Linked DNA regions of Sus scrofa: regions 1 and 3 are each linked to region 2. Evidence: chromatin contacts called from public HiChIP or PLAC-seq data. All regions are on one chromosome and are shown on one strand. The core of a region is the stretch at or near the end of the contact, and the rest is flanking DNA. Distances in the headings are between cores, read along the strand shown. Region 1 overlaps RGS9 (regulator of G-protein signaling 9). Region 2 overlaps GNA13 (guanine nucleotide-binding protein subunit alpha-13). Region 3 has its middle 7.8 kb from the start of RGS9.

Evidence for each region. HiChIP or PLAC-seq counts read pairs in DNA pulled down with a chosen protein or histone mark.
Region 1: a contact with region 2 is called in an H3K27ac HiChIP or PLAC-seq map of alveolar macrophages. The contact joins two enhancer-like sites. A contact is called at or near these places in 2 of 47 Hi-C or Micro-C datasets (embryonic fibroblasts and epiblast stem cells) and 1 of 2 datasets of contacts at active chromatin or transcription factors (alveolar macrophages).
Region 3: a contact with region 2 is called in an H3K27ac HiChIP or PLAC-seq map of alveolar macrophages. The contact joins two enhancer-like sites. A contact is called at or near these places in 1 of 5 promoter capture datasets (fetal liver) and 1 of 2 datasets of contacts at active chromatin or transcription factors (alveolar macrophages).

What each region holds. Positions count from the first base shown.
Region 1 is chr12:12,049,585-12,052,718 of Sscrofa11.1, reverse strand. The region is part of intron 9 of RGS9 (regulator of G-protein signaling 9); the gene reads right to left. Among named protein-coding and RNA genes, the nearest start is that of RGS9, 36 kb to the right of the region's middle. Within about 2 kb of position 1,633, at least 31 of the 83 cell types and tissues checked have an H3K27ac peak or open chromatin away from gene starts, as enhancers often do. A contact at or near this core is called in alveolar macrophages, where this site is marked.
Region 2 is chr12:11,941,311-11,944,359 of Sscrofa11.1, reverse strand. All of the region lies in intron 2 of GNA13 (guanine nucleotide-binding protein subunit alpha-13), which reads left to right. Among named protein-coding and RNA genes, the nearest start is that of GNA13, 24 kb to the left of the region's middle. Within about 2 kb of position 1,624, at least 18 of the 83 cell types and tissues checked have an H3K27ac peak or open chromatin away from gene starts, as enhancers often do. A contact at or near this core is called in alveolar macrophages, where this site is marked.
Region 3 is chr12:12,006,042-12,008,980 of Sscrofa11.1, reverse strand. No RefSeq gene overlaps it. Among named protein-coding and RNA genes, the nearest start is that of RGS9, 7.8 kb to the left of the region's middle. Within about 2 kb of position 1,545, at least 71 of the 83 cell types and tissues checked have an H3K27ac peak or open chromatin away from gene starts, as enhancers often do. A contact at or near this core is called in alveolar macrophages, where this site is marked.

The sequences.
Region 1 (3,134 bases), core at 384-2,883, 110 kb before region 2:
CACTGTGCACCTTGAACTTGCCTATGCCGTATGCCCATAATATCTCCACAAAGCTCAGCGGGGGAAACACTACTGAGGGCAAAGGCTGCAATTGCCCTGGGCCTGTGCCCAGCGGGCGGCTCCATAGACACCCTCCTTCCAAGCGCCCAGGCCCCCAGACGAAAATTCCTGTGGACCAGTGCTCTCCAACTAGGGGGATCCTAAGCGGACAAACAGCCTCTCAGTCTGTCGCACCTGCTCTGGGCTCCACGGGGCGCTGTCCTTGCAAACCAGCCGCCCGCACACTCACTGCAGGTCTGTCTGGTGTGGTCTGACTTTGACCTGAGATGTTTATTTCTGGGGCCATGAACTCAGGCTTCAGGTTTTTTTTACGTTTTATGTTTTATTTCACTTCTTGACTTTATTATCTTTCTAGAGCTCTGAGTTGGTTTTCTGATTTTCAAAATTATCAGCTGCCTTCTGGGAATCAGGCTGCAGCGGATTGGGTTGGGTCTAGGAGCTTGCCCTAGAGCATCCTGGATTGTCCACATGGATTTTAGCATTTATTTCTAGCTTTAAAAATGGCTGTTCATGAGACCTGCTTCCCATAGACTGACAAACAGGGTGTCTCTGTCCTTTTAGGAGTGTGCGTGTATGTGTATCTGGGCAGTGGGGGAGAGGGTTCTGGGCTTTTCTGAAAGACAGAGAGAGAATGTGATGGAGTCAGGGTAGTTTTAGGAAAGAGTATTGAGGAGTTCCTGCTGTGGTACAGTGGGTTAAGAACCCGAGTGCAGGGGCTCGGGTCACTGCAGAGATGTAGGTTCAAATCCCCGGCCTTGCTCAGTGGGTTAAAGGATCCGGAGTTACCAAAGCTGTGGCACAGTCGCAGCTGCAGCTTGAATTCTATCCCTGGCCTGGCCAGGGATCTTCCATATGCCCTGGGCGTGACCAAAAAAAAAAAAAAGTATTTTTTTTTTCTGATTTTGGGGTCAGAAAGGTCAAAATTGTGGTTTTGTCACTTATAGGCCACAGGACTTTGGATGAGTTATTTAGTATCTCAGAGCTTGTGTTTTCTCACTTGTAAAATGAAATAGAAAATGGGGGGACTGAGTGACATAACAGGACCTAAAAGACTGGCATAGAGCAGGGACCCAGTGCACCCTGGCTATGGATGAAGGTTCATATGCTGCTGAGAAGATGCTTCAGCCCAGTTGCAAGAAAAAATACAGGATGCCTGTGCAACACTGGGGACATATTCATACCAACAAGATTGATTCCCTGTTATCTGAAATTTAAATTTAACAGGGCACCCTGTATTGTATTTGTTAGATCTCACAGACCGACTCTTGATAATCTTATTACTCAGCCAAAAGCCCTAAGAAACAGTAAAGCAAAGTTACTAAAAACATGCCCACGCACATTTCTAAGCAACTCGAGGAATGCTGAAATGAGAAAGAAACCTTCCTTTCGCCCTAGCTTTCACGCACAAGCCCCAACTTTCTCAGCGCTTGGCGCTCCTGGAGGAAAGTCACTTCCTTGTCCTTCGCCCCAGTGACACACTTTGCTGCAGAAGGAGCACTCTCCCTAAGGGATCTTCAAATACTCTGCATTCCTGGGATTCTAACTTATTATTTTTCACTTGCAGCGTTGCCCAAATAGGGACACATCCAGCGCTTGTTTGCACAGCTCTGTGGTGACCAGCTGGCCAGCCCTGAGCCCCGGATGCAGGCTGCAGGCAATTGTTACAGGGCACGAGGGGGTCAGGGCTGTGCCCTGTGAGACCCCAGGGGTTACTACGGACAGGAGCGCGGGAGCCCAGGAGAGGAGCAAGGAGGGGCCCTGAGAACGGGTGGCCAGGAACCTCTGCGGATGCGCAGGCAAGGGCCGGGCCAGCCCCAGGGTGAAAGGCAAGGCGGGGAGGACCACGAGGAACTGGGGCTGGGAGCAGAGAGGGGGTCAAAAGCCAGAGACCCGGAAATTGCGTGCTGAGTGGTCAGTGCAGAGAGCTGACAGGAAAAGCGGGGGTTGTGTGGCGGCGGGGGGGGGGGGGGGGGGGGCGGCTGTCCACGGAGACAAGAATTCCGGGCTGTGGTCATCAAAGTAAGTCTCTGTCCTGCCACGTCCTCCTTCCTGATCAGGTGGAGGTGGGACTGACCCCACGGCTTCCAGAGCTCAGGGCAACTTGAAAATGCAGGGCTGCGGGTCCCAAAAGCCGTAGTCAGGGTTTTTTTTAGGACAACAAAGACATAACGCCATGTGTGGGGCCTGCTGGGCATGTGAGGACATGTCCCCTGCCAGGAAATCGAGCACGAGCACGGAGTGCAAGAGCCGAGGACGCGGTCTGGGAGGGGAGGTGTGTAAAGGAGAAGCTAAGGGACCCCTGGCCAGCCCAGCCCGGGCCATCGGCTCCCTCTCTCTGTTTCCGTTTTGTCCCCTGAAACACAGAACTGGGGAGTTCCCATTGTGGCTCAGTGAGTTAAGAACCTGACTAGTATCCATGAGGATGCAGGTTCGATCCCTGGCCTTGATCAATGGGTTAAGGATCCGGCGTTACCATGAGCTACGGTATAGGCCAGTGGCTACAGCTCCGAGTCGACCCCTAGCCTGGGAATGAATGAATGAATAAATAAATAAATACACAAATAAAAATTTTAAATGGAACCGATATGCCTTCTCTTATCAAGCTGCCGTGAGAACTGAGTGACATCCAACAGTTTCCAGAGGCCGAATCAGGGACATTAGGACACACAAGTGGGGTACGGAGCGGGCTCAGGCACCTGCAGCTGAGGTTCAAACCTGGCTTTCCCAGTCCCGAGACGTGTGTCCTGGAGGAGCTGCCTACACCTTCCACCTGCCTCCTCAGCTACGAAACAGAGACGCTGACAACACTGCTGCTGTGGGTCTTCCTCGAGCCCTGACCCTCGGGGCATTGTCCACAGGCCACCCTCTGAGCGCCACCCCAACTCCAGCCACGACTGGTCACAAAGGAGCCACAGGAAGAACGCTGTTTGTGCCCAGTTGGTGGGAGTGGGGCTGTCACTCACAGAAGGCTCCAGGCTGAGGGCTCTGCCAAGCACGGTGCTTAAGCCATATTTCTACCTTTCACCGGCCACCAGAGTAAACAGCGCTGTTCTCACCAGCTGGTGATGGACCAG
Region 2 (3,049 bases), core at 375-2,874:
AATAAGATAAAACTAAATAAGTTTCTAACCTAGTTTCTTAATATTCCTGGCATTTTTACAAGGCTTTAAAAAAGAAATTCTAGCTGACTTGGTGTAGTCAATATCCAAAGGTAAAATTAATAGGAAATCTAATTTAGAAGGAGCTGAACTGATGCTGGGGCTGGCTACATTAGAATTACTTCTCTTGGATCTTGTTAAAATTTTGATTTAGTAGATTCGTGCTGGGTCTGGGAATCCTTATTTTTAACACGCATGTAAGGTGCACTGCCAAGGTTAAGAACCATTGATCTAGAACAGGAGTCAGAAAATTGTTTCTGCAGAGGGCTCGGTAGTGTGATATTTCAGACTTCTTATGCCAAGAGACAAAAGTCAAGGGCGTTTCCTAGGTATTTATGCAACAAAAGAATATTCAAATTTCCATAGTTTTTTTTAATTGATGAAATTCAAAATGTAATAATAAAATTGTATACAGTGTATTGTAGTACACAGGTTTACTAAGGGGAAGAATTTAGGTTTACTAAGGGGAATTTAGGTTTATTAAGGGGAAGAATTTAGAAGGGGGTAACGTTTTGCTTAAGTGGGGTTCAAAGTTTTAATGTTCCCTGTTAGCAAAATCAGTTGCAAATATTCACCCGTTAATGATAGTTTTTGGTGAGATTTTTCACACACTTTGCATATGCCAAATGAGCATGTGATTTTAATTGAACGTAGACATTGCTTGGAAGACATTTGTAGAATTCCATTAGATTCTTGTAGACGTTTGCCTCTTGGCATGTCATTTATTTGCATTGCAGGTATACCATTTCCAATCGAAGGTTAGGTGGAAGCTCCTGATTGCACAGTTAAATGGATTTAAGTATGGACCTTTTTTTTTTGCACTTGCATGATGGTCTGAAAGATGTTGCTGAGCACTAGTTTGATTTTAGAAGTAGATAGCTGCCGCAAATTTTGAGTGAAAATGGAGGCCCACTGTTTCAACTTCGGACAGCAAAGAAAGTGTATAAAGCAGCTGAACATTGCTTATGATTCAGATAATTCTCGTTGTCAAAATGATTTTACCATGGTGTAAGGTTTGCAAAAAAACTGTTTTGCCTTGTTTGGGGTTGAATTTATTAAGAAATGTAATGAAGTCTTCCCTACAACTGATTTTGAAATGCCCTTCAGTGTTCTGTGTTAGTAGTTGAAGGTGGTTCTTGTTTGGAAAAAATTCAGTTTCATCCATTAGTTTAAAAAAATCTCAGTAAGAATATATCTCTGTTAAGCCATCAAGCTGTGTAATAGGACAAGACAGCCTGTTCAGTTCTGTTTCTGACAAAAATTCATGGAACCGATGATGCTCAAGCCCATGAGAGTGAATTAAATTCACCCTGAACAGTACTGGTTCAGTAACACACTGTGGATTCATATATTTCCTGCAGTTGCTACTGGTGAGTAATACATAGTGTGATCGTTTTCACAATCTTTGTAAATGTGTCCCTTTTCTGTTCCTCACATATTTTTACCACCATCAGTTGTAATTCACATTAGCATATTCCAATTCAAGTTGTACTAATAGAGTGTTTTCTCAGCTTCTTTGAAAATGTTCTCATCTGTAGTTCTTCCACACAAACTGTTCATACAGGCTAATTCTTTAGTCTCTGCACACTTGGCATTGATCCCTTAAGTAAACAACTACTGAGCAGTCCCTGGTAGTCCTTGCTTGGCTAACAAATAAGAAGCTCTTGGAAACTTGTTGGCTAGCAGTTGCAGTCTCGTTTTCATTTTTTCCTTTTGTGAAGAAATTCTGTGATGAACTATTCTATTTAAAATTGTGTAACTTTTCTGACTTGCTTTTCTGTAAGCTGGGATTATTTTGCAGAGTGCTTAGTCTGGTGGTGTTGATGTACACATATACTTTTAGTACAGCTGTAGGGTCATTGCATGATAAACACAGTGCTTTGCCACCTCGTTTGATGTCAGAATCATCCACATTCTGCTGTGCCTTGAAAGCGCAACACATAAAAGTTCTCTTTTTTGCTTCTTGTTTTGGTGGATGGGCACTAGTAATTAAAAAAAAAAAAAAGGCATGGTATTGCAGTACTGATGACACTTGAAACATTTTCAAGTTTTAACTGTGTCTGGGCAGTTTGTGGTTGCAAAGAGAAGAGAGCGCCACATGCACCGTGATGCCTGCTCTCCTGGCTGCTGTGGCCGGGAGGCAGCCATAGACAGAAGGCACATAAACAGATGAGCACAGCTCTGCTCCAGTGCAGCTTCATGGGCCACACAAGATGGGCAGAGGGCTGTGTTTGGCCTGCTGGTCACCTTTGGCCGACGCTTGGTCTCAAGTGTGTAAAATACGTAAAAGAAAGAATCCAGCGGCTCTCACCTAACCTTTCCTTCGGCCACGATGTGATGCACTACCGCTGTGGTACTTGCCTGTGCTTCTCCTGTAGTTCTGTGAGGTGGATCATTTTTAAAGCTCCTGTTACATATTGCCAAGTTGCTTTCTAGAATGTGTATGCCCTGCTTTTTAAACATCTGTATTTGATCCTTATCACTACAGACTTTAAAAATTTAGATAAGACTTTGAGGCTAACACCTCTACTCGATTGTACCTCTGTTGAGTAAGTAGAGTTGTCCCCTTCCTGTTGCTATAAAGCTGCCAGTGTTTGGGTATGTTCTTCTAAAAAAGCAGGTGATTTCTTCTAGTGTGTCTTTTGGCCATCTAGCTTAAATGCCACATCCTTTTAAACTAGTACATCCTAAATTCTGTTCTGTATATACTTTAGCCATTCAGAAGAGAATGTTGAATAAATCTGCCAGTTGTTTGGTAACTGGGCAAATAAACTGCCAGGTCTCCCTGTAACCACACATTTGCTTAATAGAAGTTACTTTCTAATTTGTGTTCTCAGTTTTTCTACTAACTTCAAACTCAGGGCCCCCACCCATTTTGTCTCTGCAAGCAAAGAATCTCTATAACACAAGACTCTTGTAAATGGGGACAACATTGAGGCCATTCCTAGTTGAGACACAGCTTAGTGAAGCTGACACAAAATATGGTTCATAG
Region 3 (2,939 bases), core at 296-2,795, 65 kb before region 2:
ATATACCTGCTCCATTCACTGAGCGCTCACGCCAACCCTAGTAGTTGTCTGTTATCAATACTGGATTCAACAAAGGAGGAAAGAGGATAAATAAGAAGCTGAAGTTCATGCCCAGCTTAAGCCGCGGAGCCAGGAATGAGACCCAGGCCGCCTGGCCTCTGCCTACACATCTCACCTCCTTAATCCACGCTGGGATTTTCCCATCAGCCAGGCCTGGGCTCACCCCAGACCTGCGCTGAGAGCTCCATGGTTCCCACGGAAAAATCATGATGCAAAAACCAGAAAAAAGAAAACTGGATGTTGGGCAAGTAAAAGTCAAAAGGGGTCCATTACAGAACTGCTTCAGAAATGCAGCTCTTCCTCCCTCTTGGATTATTTCGCTGGGATGAATTTTCTCCCGAGTCAGAGCCTAAACACGTGCAATGGCCTCTGCTATAGATCGCTCGGTGGTTTTTCAATAGGACTGTATATTTCTGTTCCCTTTGCCCGGAATGAACTAACTTCCCCACACCCTTATTATGCTTTTTCTACCTAGACAATTCTAATTTTACTGGATTCTGTAGTTGTACTTGCCTAGTTTCCCCTTCCTCTTTTTAGAGCAGCAACCCGGAATAAGAGAGTACCATAAAAAAGCTGTTCACATGAACCTCTGATTGAACAGCCAGTTGGGGCCCCTGGGGTTGAGGGGAAGCACAGGTGTACCCGCCTGTCCCTGCAGGATTAAGGGGGACAAGAGGGCTCTGCCTGGGTGGGGGTGGGGAGGAGAAGGTACTCTAAACATAAAATCTTTTTTTTTTTTAAGTATTATTATTTAAGGTCATTTCAGTTGTGTTACTGCATCCAAGCTGGATTTCGTGTCAATAAAAAAATGTGCGCCTACTCTAGTACAAAACGGCTAGAAAACTGGTTTGGGGGACTCTATTGTGCTCCTGTAGCTCCATTATTTATAAGAGTGATGAGGGCAATTTCCGACTCCCTACCAGTAGCGCTGCCAGGTGCACTCGCGAATAAAAGGGCAGGAAAGCGTCCCAAAGGCAGCGAGCTGCTATCCACCTCTAGAGCCCCAAAGGCCCCTCACGCAGGGTGGCCACCCCAGGCCCAGGCCATAGAGGTGCGGATGCCTCCAAACTCCTAGAGAGGAAGAGCAGGCTCCCGGGAGGAGGACTTCCGCCGGCGGCCCACTTCCGGCTCCGCCCCCACCCGCCCCAAGGCGGCGAGTTTGCGGGCGTTGGTGGGAGGGTGTGTCTCCTGCGAGGGGCTCAGGTGGGGGTCGCTAGGTGCGGGGCGCGGGCACCAGAACTGGGGGGCCGGGAGCGAGGATTCACAGAGGGGGCCGCCTTAAGGCCACGGCGCCGGGGCCCCTTTCCTCCAAGTGCTGACTGGGGATCAGCTCCTCGAATACTCAGAGCTGTGGACTTATTTTTTTGTAACTGATTGAGGCCCATTGGCTCGGAGAAAATAACGGTGAAACCCCAACCTAAAAATATGTCATTTAGGGCTTGTTTTCGTGTATCTGCGAGAACGGCCCGTTTAAGAAACAGTCAAGTGGAGTTAGCTGGTGGCACAGTGGGTTAAAGATCTGGCCATGTCACTGCTATGGCGCAGGTTCCATCGCTGACCGAGAAATTCAGTATGCTTTGGGCACAGCCAAAAATAAAATAAAATATTAAAAAAAAAAAAAACAGTCAAGTAACTGAAACAACGTGTCTTAGTATTTAACTGTGGCTAGACTGGGGAGAGAGGAGTCAGGGCAAACAGCGCGGTGGCCCTGTAAGAACAGGGTTCCGGGGGAACATGCAGAGTGCAGTTTGGAAGGAAGACGGAATGGGGTATCAGAATGCCCTCTCCGTGGGAGAGGAAGGGGAAGTGGGACTCTGGCGACTAGATTACTTGCAGAATACTGGCCGGGGTTCTTTCTCTTCCAGGGCAGCAGCTTGGCACAGGCACTCACTACCTGAACTTTTTGACCTGGAGTGCGCTCAGTTTTAAAATGGGGATGGTATCTGCCATCCTGTCCTACTGTATGTGATCCTTTCCTATTGTGTGTGATCTTAGTATGTTTAATGAACCAGATTTATCTTCTCTATAAGATCATGTTGGGGCAGGAGTTCCCTGGTGGCCTAGTGGTTAAGGACTCAGCATTGTCAGGGCTGTGGCTCAGCTTCCATCCCTTGCCCAGGTACCTCCAAATGCTGCGGGTGTCACACACACACACACACACACAAAGATTGGGGAGTATTTAAAGAAGATTTTGCATTGCTGTGGCTGCGGTGTAGGCCGGCAGCTACAGCTCTGATTAGACCCCTAGCCTGGGAACCTCCATATGCCACCAGTGCAGCTCTAAAAAAAAGACAACAAATAGGTAAATAAATAAATAAACATGGCCCTAAAAAACAGACAATAAATAAAATAAATAAGCTTTTACCATAATGTGTTCCTGAGGGGAAAATAAAAGATGGACAAATAAATTTAGGATTTGAACCATAGTCTCTTAGCACAAATAATAATAGAGTATTAAATTGTTCTGAGAAACTCCGCAATAATGGAACTCGCGTCACTTTGGTTAGCCTGGTGTTTCTCAAGCATTTGACCACAGAGCCTTGAGTAACACCCTATTAATATCTCCCCAATGTGGTTTTTCCCAGAACATATTTTTGGGAGATGCTGACATAAAGAAATCCTTCACCTGAGCACAGTCCTGTTCAAGAGGCACTCTCACTTCTCAAAAGACATCTCAGAACTGCTTTTTGAAAATCATCTGACTGAATTTCAGTAAGGATGGTTTCAGTTTTACAGATGTTCTAGAAAATGGTCCATAAATAATGAAGTACTACATCTACTAACATTTGGAAAAGGAAGTGACCCCTCCTTGCCCTTCCTCCCACACACATCATGGACAGTGGACAAGATCGTAATATTATTGAGCAAATGTTATCAAT